Regions from separate parts of the Drosophila melanogaster genome. Here region 1 is linked to region 2. The links are chromatin contacts, called in public Hi-C maps. All regions are on one chromosome and are shown on one strand. The core of a region is the stretch at or near the end of the contact, and the rest is flanking DNA. Distances in the headings are between cores, read along the strand shown.

Region 1 (3,945 bases), core at 80-2,579, 73 kb after region 2:
GACTGACCGTGGCAGAGAATTTTTGTTTCCACTTTTCAAAGCGCTTGCGTTGGTCCTGCACCGCCTCCAAACGCAGCAGAGCAGGATCTATATCGCTGTTCATTGCCTGTTGCAGGCACTGAGCAGCTGCAATGGCTGCTTTGCGTCCATTGGCGGTCTTTAAATCGGGTTCATCCAGAGCCTGCTGCTGGCTGTGCGGCAGATCCAGTTGACTCTGCAGAAGTAGCAGAATTATTAAACAGTATAAAATTGAGTACACTAAGAATACGCACTATGACTTTGTTGAGCTCCTTCATAAGCTTGATATTGTTATTGTTGGCAATTTCGATCATGGCATTTTTGCCTCCAATTTTCTCCATGGTTTCCTTGACATGCCCCAGAATGTCCTCGTAGCTATCAAGACGGTTTTCAAACTTATCCGCCTCGGAGATAGCATTGTCGATGTGTTCCATCATTTTCAGAACCTTCTGTTCCGAGGCAAGTACACTTTGCATATTGGCCTGCGAGATAAGAAATTATGAGTAATGTATACACGGTGGACAAGCCCAATTTACTAACCCCATCCAAATCGTGGAGCTCACGCGACAGCTGCTCTATGAACTGCTCAGCATCTTTAATGGCGAAGTCGCACTCGGAGAAAAGTTTGCCCAGCTCATTGGCCTCTTTGTCCGTCAGAGCGGTAAACTCCTGGGCCTCCTCCTCTTCGTCCTCCTCGTCGTCCATGTGTTGCGTCTTCTGAACCGCTCTGCCCAATGCCACCTTTTCCGGCGACTTCTCCGACAACCACGCTGCGGGCACATTCCGGAATTCCGCCCGCTGGCCACGCACGCTTTTTTGGATTTGGCGATTGAGCACGGCCAGAAAGTTTTGGCGCTCGTGAGGGTTAAGGGCGTACCATTTGTACAGCTTTTCCAACTGCAGATCGAACTCGTGCGTCTCGAACTGCTCGTTCCGGCCGTCAACCCACTTAATCTCGTCCAGCTGCCAGCTCCGCTTGCGCTTGTATTCGCCCTCGCGCTGCTCCGACTGTTTGATCAGGCACAAAGTGACCACGGGTACCGGTGGCGCCGTGGTGACAACGCAAAGGTAGCACGGCTTCTTGTCCTTCTTCTTGACCACCGTCACCACAGAAAGGAGGCGTTCTCCGGAGGCCAAGAAGAGTTCCTTCTGCAGCGTGTGCTTGATGTTGGCCATAGCGCCAATGGACAGCATGGCTGGGTATATCTTCGGGATGCACTGGTCTCGAATAAAGTCCTTTCAAGAATCAACAACTGGCCAGTTGTTTGCACTTGCAATTAGCAATTGGAGAACGCCTCCGCACCAACAGCTGATTTAACAGAGCTTCTGCAGAGGCGTTTACAGACTATCGGTTGGGGATGAGCGCATTGCGTGAGTGTTCTTTACGTGGTTAAAAGTCACATAGCAAAAATATGCTAAGACTACAGAAACCAATTAAAATGTATTAAATCATATTGTTATTTAAACATTTCAGTATAATAGATACATTGAAGGTTTCATCGCATCGTAGGTAATAACAAGTATGCAGCTCGTGATCTCATCCCAACTGTAGGGTAGATATTATTCTATAACAACACAACGGTCACACTGTTCAACACAAGGTAATCTTCGGGTGAGTTATAATGCGAAAAAGTATTGGCAGTGAAAATAAACCCATATTTACCCATTTCCAGCTACTTTCGAGCAATCATGTTGGTTAAGCACATTGTCAAGCAGGGGCTTCTGCTCAAGAACGGTGAGTTGGAGTGGCCCAACACCTCTTTTCAGCAAAACTGCTAACCTTAAAAATTACATAATGTGGATAAGCAAAGGGAGAAACTTCAAGGAACTGCGAAGGAATGGTTCACCCACCAATCTTCAGCATAGCCATGGATATTATCAGAATTAGCCAAACAGATATCGGAAGAAACTTGGATGAGATCATTAACCAAGTTGCATTTCGTTGGGATTACCCCCTTTTTAAAACCAATCACTTGAATATTCTTTCTTGTTCTCTCATTTCAGCTGGCGCTTTGTCGCGTGCCGCTTACCACGGTGGACATGGTCCCCACTCCACCATGAACGATCTGCCCGTGCCCGCTGGAGACTGGAAGGAGCAGCACAGCCAGAAGAACGCCAAGTACAATGCCGCGCTCATCACTGGCATTCTCGTCCTGGCCGGCACTATTGGATTCGTAAGTGGCTGCCATATTCCTTCCATCCCATATCGGTCTTATTGAAATACGCTTTGCAGGTGAAATCTTCTGGTATCATCCACTTCAACTACTACGCGCCCAAGAGCCTGGACTAAGCCAGCGTTCCCTTACGTGTAAATTAATCCAACATTTGTGTTAAATAAGCTTAAAGTGGCGACATAGTAAATCACAGATCCGAAAGTAATCAGTTCGATGGTTTTATTTGTCTCAGTAAACGGGACCATCGTCCAAGTTGTCGTCCTCATCATTGAAGGCTTCTCCATTATCAAAGTACGTTGCACCGTAGTCGTTGTCCTCGTCCATCTCATCATCCAACGCCGCCTCCGGATCTTCCTCCTCCTCCTGTTCGGAATCGGACTCTTGTTTGTTCTCGTCCTGCTCACCGCCACCTGATTTCAGTTCTTTCTGCTCCAGAACCTTCAGTCTGTCCTCGATGTTTGTCTTCTTGGTCAGCAGATTCGGCCTTGCATCTGCTCCACGACGTTTTCGACTGGAGATGTTTAGCTCTTGGGGCATGGCTTTGTAGTTAAAATCGGGTTGTGCTGTGAGCTTCATGCGCTCCATGGCTTTCTGGGGGTGTAAAAGCAGGATTATAAGCAGCTAATTTAAAATAGCCAGTATTATTACTTCTCGCCAGTCCTTGTGATCAAGGTTTTTTGCGTCCCGACTGGCGGAGATCATGTAATAGGGGGAATCTCGCATTCGGTTCAGAAAGTCCTCCTTCCACAGGAGCTGATAGTTCTGTGTGGCTGTTGTCTATCGAAGTAAAACAGGTAAAAAGTTGATCGATGTTTTTTAAACTAATGTAAATGGATTTGTACCCACTTCTAGGGTAGTGGGTCTGTTCAAAACAGGCGGAAATGTAGGTGGCGGCGCCGTCTGCACCGGCATATCCTTTGTGCATCCCAACATGGCCATTTGCTCCGCCGTGAGGGTGCCTGTCTTGCCGCCCCTTCCGCGGCCTGCCATTATAAATGCTTAATTTATTGTATTCTGTTTAGAAACACTTATTTCCGATTGTATTGTTCAGCTTGCACGTTTATTAAACTCTGAAAACGATCAGCTGTTGCCGCAGCTAACGGTGTTGCCACATAGTCAAAGCCAAACAATAACATTATTGAAGAATGTTCGCTTTTTAATACCCTTATTTTTATTTAGGTCGCAGTTCCAACTACTCAGTTTCAGTAATTACACTTTAATTTTACACATAACATATACATATTTTATTTGCAATTTGCACTTCATCACTTAGGCTATGAACATTAATTACATGCTAATATTAGAGCGCATTCGACATATTTCAGGCGTGTTTTATGTTTACAATTCCAATACAATATAGCCGATGGAAAATTAGTACATAATTTTCCAATTTAAAAAATATAATATTTCAGGGAGCAACAAATTGATACTTTTGGTCAAGTTAAGCAAACACCGCTGAAAATTCGAATTAAAGATGATTTGAAGTTGAATTTACACGTGTTACGTGTTTAGGGGCTTTGTTGAGTTAAATCAATCGGTTGGCAATCATCGGTTGGCGACAGACCCACTTTCTGCATCAATTCAGTAAGCTTTTGCGCTTTACGGTCCTCGTTGTGGGCAATTACTGTGCATAGATGCTCTGTGAGCAGCTCCTTCTTTTCGGATGCATTGTGCAGCTCTATCTTGGCCCGCAAGAACTGAGCCTCGATTTTGACGTATTGTTTTCTGTGTAACATAAATATTAATAAGGGAA
Region 2 (4,027 bases), core at 1,076-3,575:
TTTTCGACATGAAATAGCGTTTTTAAGTGAATTTACGGGCACGAGTGCAATTCAATTATAGCGCTCTCACTTGACCGGTGTGAAACAGATTTCGAGGAGCGTGGCAACTGGATGTCCTGTCCTGGCTGTTGGCTGTGCGCAAACCTGTTGATCAACTGCTAATGATACGCAGCCCGGCGCGGCGGTCGCTTATAAATCAAAACGGAAGCGAATCGACGCCCGAACGGCCATCCATGTGTCCACGAAGGGTGCTTCGTTTAGGTGTGTGTGTGTGTGTGTGTGTGTGGACAGGAATGCCGGCTGCGCACGCACACAATGGCAGGGGGATATGGATATCCGCTTGTCGACTGTCGTTTGTGCAACGGAAGTGGCCGAAAAGTGTGTTGCCTACTTAGCGGGGTACGTGTTAGTATAAGTGTAAGTGTAAGCGAGCGTAATGTGTGTGTGCGTGTGTGTGTGTGGGTGAGTGAGGAGAAACCCCAAGTTTAGGGCACACATGCGCGATTGTTTGCTCTGACTCCCACCATCCGACAATGGCGGAGACCATTGTCGATCCCCTGGGGAAACCGAGCCTTGTACTCATTCAAATTCAGGTACACGCACTCCTTGGGGCATTTAAAATTAAACACTCCGCACACTTACAATGGAGCAAATGGAACGACTGACGACAGCATATTGCATATTGCATTTCTTTGTCACCGGGTGGCAATTGACCAAACACAAATACGATTCTCGCCACTTACCAACCACCGATGTACCTATGCCCACAGCTCCATCCTGAATGCGACTCCACAGCAGGATGCTTAGGATCCGGAGGAGAACCCTTTTAGTGCTTCATGAATATTTATGGCGACACAGCGCCTCCTTCGTTTTGTTGCTAAAAAACGAAGGATAAAAAGAGCTTCTTCAATTACAACTGACGTCCCAAAGATGTCAAGTGGGAGTGTGTGTTGCGCTGTGTGGTGTTGTGTTGTGTGTGTGTGTGTGTGTGTGCGTTGCAGCGTATCGCTTTCTATGCGGGCACATCAACAGGTTTTCATTTGTGGCCATTTGATGGGACGCCGAATAAACGATGATGGGAATATTTATGACACTCCTCTGCCGGTGCGTATAATGAATGGGCCATGGGACCCCACCCGCACCCGCACCATTGGAGCGCTGCAGAGTTCGTCCATCCAGGAGATAAGCTACGTAGTTACTAATTGATTTGGCCACTGATAAATCGCTGCCGACTCTCAACGCCGATGACAGCTACATGTGTCCGTTCCTCCGCAGCACTAATAAAAAACTTGATCGATTATGACGCTCTTTAGCGAGAAAATCAAATGTTTATAGATGATGGAATGTGCTTATTTAGAAATGAAAAAGTATTAATTATACCGTAGAAAAGGACATTCATAAGGTAATACACGAAGATTGGATGTTGGTTGCAAATTAAATTGAACAATACATATCTGTTATTAAAGTAATATTATTTCTTTTAATATTTACCTTTTATATTATCCATGCTGAAAGGGATTTTTCTCAGTGCACTTGATGGTAAGTGAATTGCAGCAGGAGCAACAGAAGCAACAGACGCCCAAACGATTGTAAATCATTTCCATTTACGTGTCTGGCCTAATTGCAGGCATCCGACGGAGACCTTTGAGCGATCCATTTGGATACGTCACCACTAATGTTTCATTTGCATGGTGACAAAGTGAATTAAATGGGTTCGCCTTAAAGGCGGAACTTTGGCCGTACAATGGGAGAATGCAGCGAAGCCCCGCCCTGACCAAACGCCTTTTCCGTTCTCCTGGACGCCACATTTGTGTGGGAATCCCTCGGTGCTTCCATTGTGAAGATGATGTAGCTGGCGCTGTTGGCAGCTAATAATAATTTGTTTGCACTTTGCATATGCCATCTGGACAACAAAGGCCGGGGCAGCCAGGACATTCGCAAGACATGGGGAACACAATGTCCCGGGGTCAAGGCAAACGTGCTTCAGAACTCTTATGTCCGTGCAAGAAATCACTGCGTTGGAATAGTGGGTGTATTGGAGTACTTATTGGTTTCGAATTTCTAAGCAAGCCAAATTTCTCATAACACATGTGCATTTATTTTTCGTGTTTTATAAGTCAGGCCAAATTCCCTTGAAAAATCATTATAACAATTATTTTTCTACATATTAAGTGATGGTAATTTTGAAAGATTTCAATGTCGCACCTTAAGATGTCTTTATGTGCTTCTCAAGACTGTATATCGATAGGCTTATATGTTAATTGCTTGTCATTTCAATAATTATCGCGTCACTTCAATAAGAAAATTGGTTAGTTGCGTTTCATTCTCGTCGAAGTTCACCAGTTCCAATTTAAATACAAAATCATTTGTCAGTCCGGTATTGTAGTGAATAATTTGCGATTGCACTTAATGTTTAACCAATAGCCTAAAGCATCAGATCAATATTGATACAATTCCCAGAGTTTTTTTCCGACTTTTTGCTGCTTCAGTCCGGTTGCACATTGCCATCCTAGTGGCCGCATCGTGGTGCTTGTAGCTCCCATGTTGCTGCTTCGAATTCCTTCAAAAATTCGCTCCTGGCAGTTCAGATGTGGCAATTGATGATAAAAGTGGTTTGGCGACGGCATCTAAACTTTTGCTGCTCTGCGCGTTGTGAACAATTTCTTTTTCCGCAGTAGTCTAGGTTATGTTCTATCAGGGCCTACAAATGTGCTCGTCGCACGTGCATTCATAGGTGGTCCCAGCTTTCAAGATGGCAAATAATTTGGCAAATCTTCCAAAATGTCCTGTTCATGAATCGAATGTTGTACATATCTGAGTGGTTTCATAATTAACAAGTTAATTACATTTTAGCTGTTTCATTACTTTTATACAAAATCAATTTCATAACTGAGTATTTAATTATTTTATAGATGAACACGTGTTCAGTTTTTGTTGGTAGTCAACCAAGCAGTTAATATACATATAAAAAATCCGCGTGTTTTCGCCCGGGTAAGTTTTCGTCGCGTTTTTCGTGTTTTTAGAAAGTTTCCAGAAATTTCGATCTTCGAGAGGAATGCGAGGTCTGTTGAAAGGGACTTAAGGTAAGTTTAACAAAAGGAAGCTGGTTTCCTTTTCCTAACATAGTATCAGGACAATTTCTATATGTACAAATGCAAAGAAACGGATTTCAACTATGGAATATTTACTACGTTAGAATTTTTATTACATTGAAAAATTTGTAATATCATACGTTTATACGTATGTATGTACGTTGATCATACTTATACGATAATATAAAAAAATTAAAATAAAGTCAACCATAGGAATAAATATCGATTATATATATAGCTAAAAAAAAATTCCATTCCTTATTGCATTTACAAAGTGCATATATTTTTGTTGTATTTTTTTCAAATGTATTGTTCAATTACTTTTGCCTGCGAGATAAATTTAAGTTGGCAACAATGGCCCTAGCGAGTTCACCTTCCCCATTCAGCAATTACAGCTAGTCTCGTGGTTTAGCGAGTACATGAACCTCGAGATAGCGCTGCCACTATGTTTAAAACCATCCACTTACGGTAATCGGCGTCAGCTGTTGCAAGCTAAATAAAACTAAGTACAAGCCGGCTGAAAAACAAATCGACTTTTCGCAGGATTGTCATGAATTAGGTACTGCGGAATGGATCTAATATTTTCTCAGGATGTGCACGATGCAGAAAAGTTCCTGGATTGTGCGGAGAAACTGGAGTACGATGAGTTCTCGGCGGTAAGGACACGCTTTGGACATATATCCTGAACTCCCTGTTTTAATGGCTTAAATCTTGATCTACAGAAAATGTTTGTATTCTGCAATGCGCACAGCGATGTGGATGTGTTTGAGCTAATGGGCAATGACCGGTTGTCGCAGTTAATCTACGGATGGGAGGTGTGCCATCTGCCCACCAGGGATTCCGAGTCCTTAAAGGACCCAGCGCTGCGTCACATGGTGCGGGTTTTAGCGCACCACTCGCTGCTGATTTGGTTTAGCCAGGAGTGGAAGACCTGC

The links. A called contact is a pair of places that touch in the nucleus more often than the background predicts.
Region 1: a contact with region 2 is called in a Hi-C map of the Kc167 cell line, with 3 times the contacts expected there. A contact is called at or near these places in 23 of 107 Hi-C or Micro-C datasets (the Clone 8 cell line, the D17-c3 cell line, the Kc167 cell line and 8 more) and 3 of 7 datasets of targeted methods (the Kc167 cell line and the S2 cell line).

Annotation. Positions count from the first base shown.
Region 1 is chr3L:17,423,888-17,427,832 of dm6, forward strand. Sec3 (Secretory 3) reads right to left here and starts at 1,330. Exons shown (of 6, transcript NM_140719.4): 1 at 559-1,330; 2 at 273-500; 3 at 1-214. The coding sequence starts at 1,212. COX7B (Cytochrome c oxidase subunit 7B) reads left to right here and starts at 1,590. Exons shown (of 4, transcript NM_144156.4): 1 at 1,590-1,630; 2 at 1,692-1,753; 3 at 2,023-2,192; 4 at 2,252-2,395. The coding sequence starts at 1,708. The coding sequence ends at 2,308. Polr3G (RNA polymerase III subunit G) reads right to left here and starts at 3,243. Exons shown (of 3, transcript NM_176344.2): 1 at 3,039-3,243; 2 at 2,841-2,969; 3 at 2,399-2,783. The coding sequence starts at 3,182. The coding sequence ends at 2,421. It overlaps Gorab (Golgin, RAB6 interacting), which reads right to left. Exons shown (of 3, transcript NM_176345.3): 3 at 3,418-3,917. The coding sequence ends at 3,701.
Region 2 is chr3L:17,349,497-17,353,523 of dm6, forward strand. It overlaps CG7692, which reads left to right and starts at 2,326. Exons shown (of 7, transcript NM_001316448.1): 1 at 2,326-3,083; 2 at 3,636-3,748; 3 at 3,815-4,027. The coding sequence starts at 3,662. Mip (Myoinhibiting peptide precursor) reads right to left here and starts at 170. Exons shown (of 2, transcript NM_140714.4): 1 at 1-170.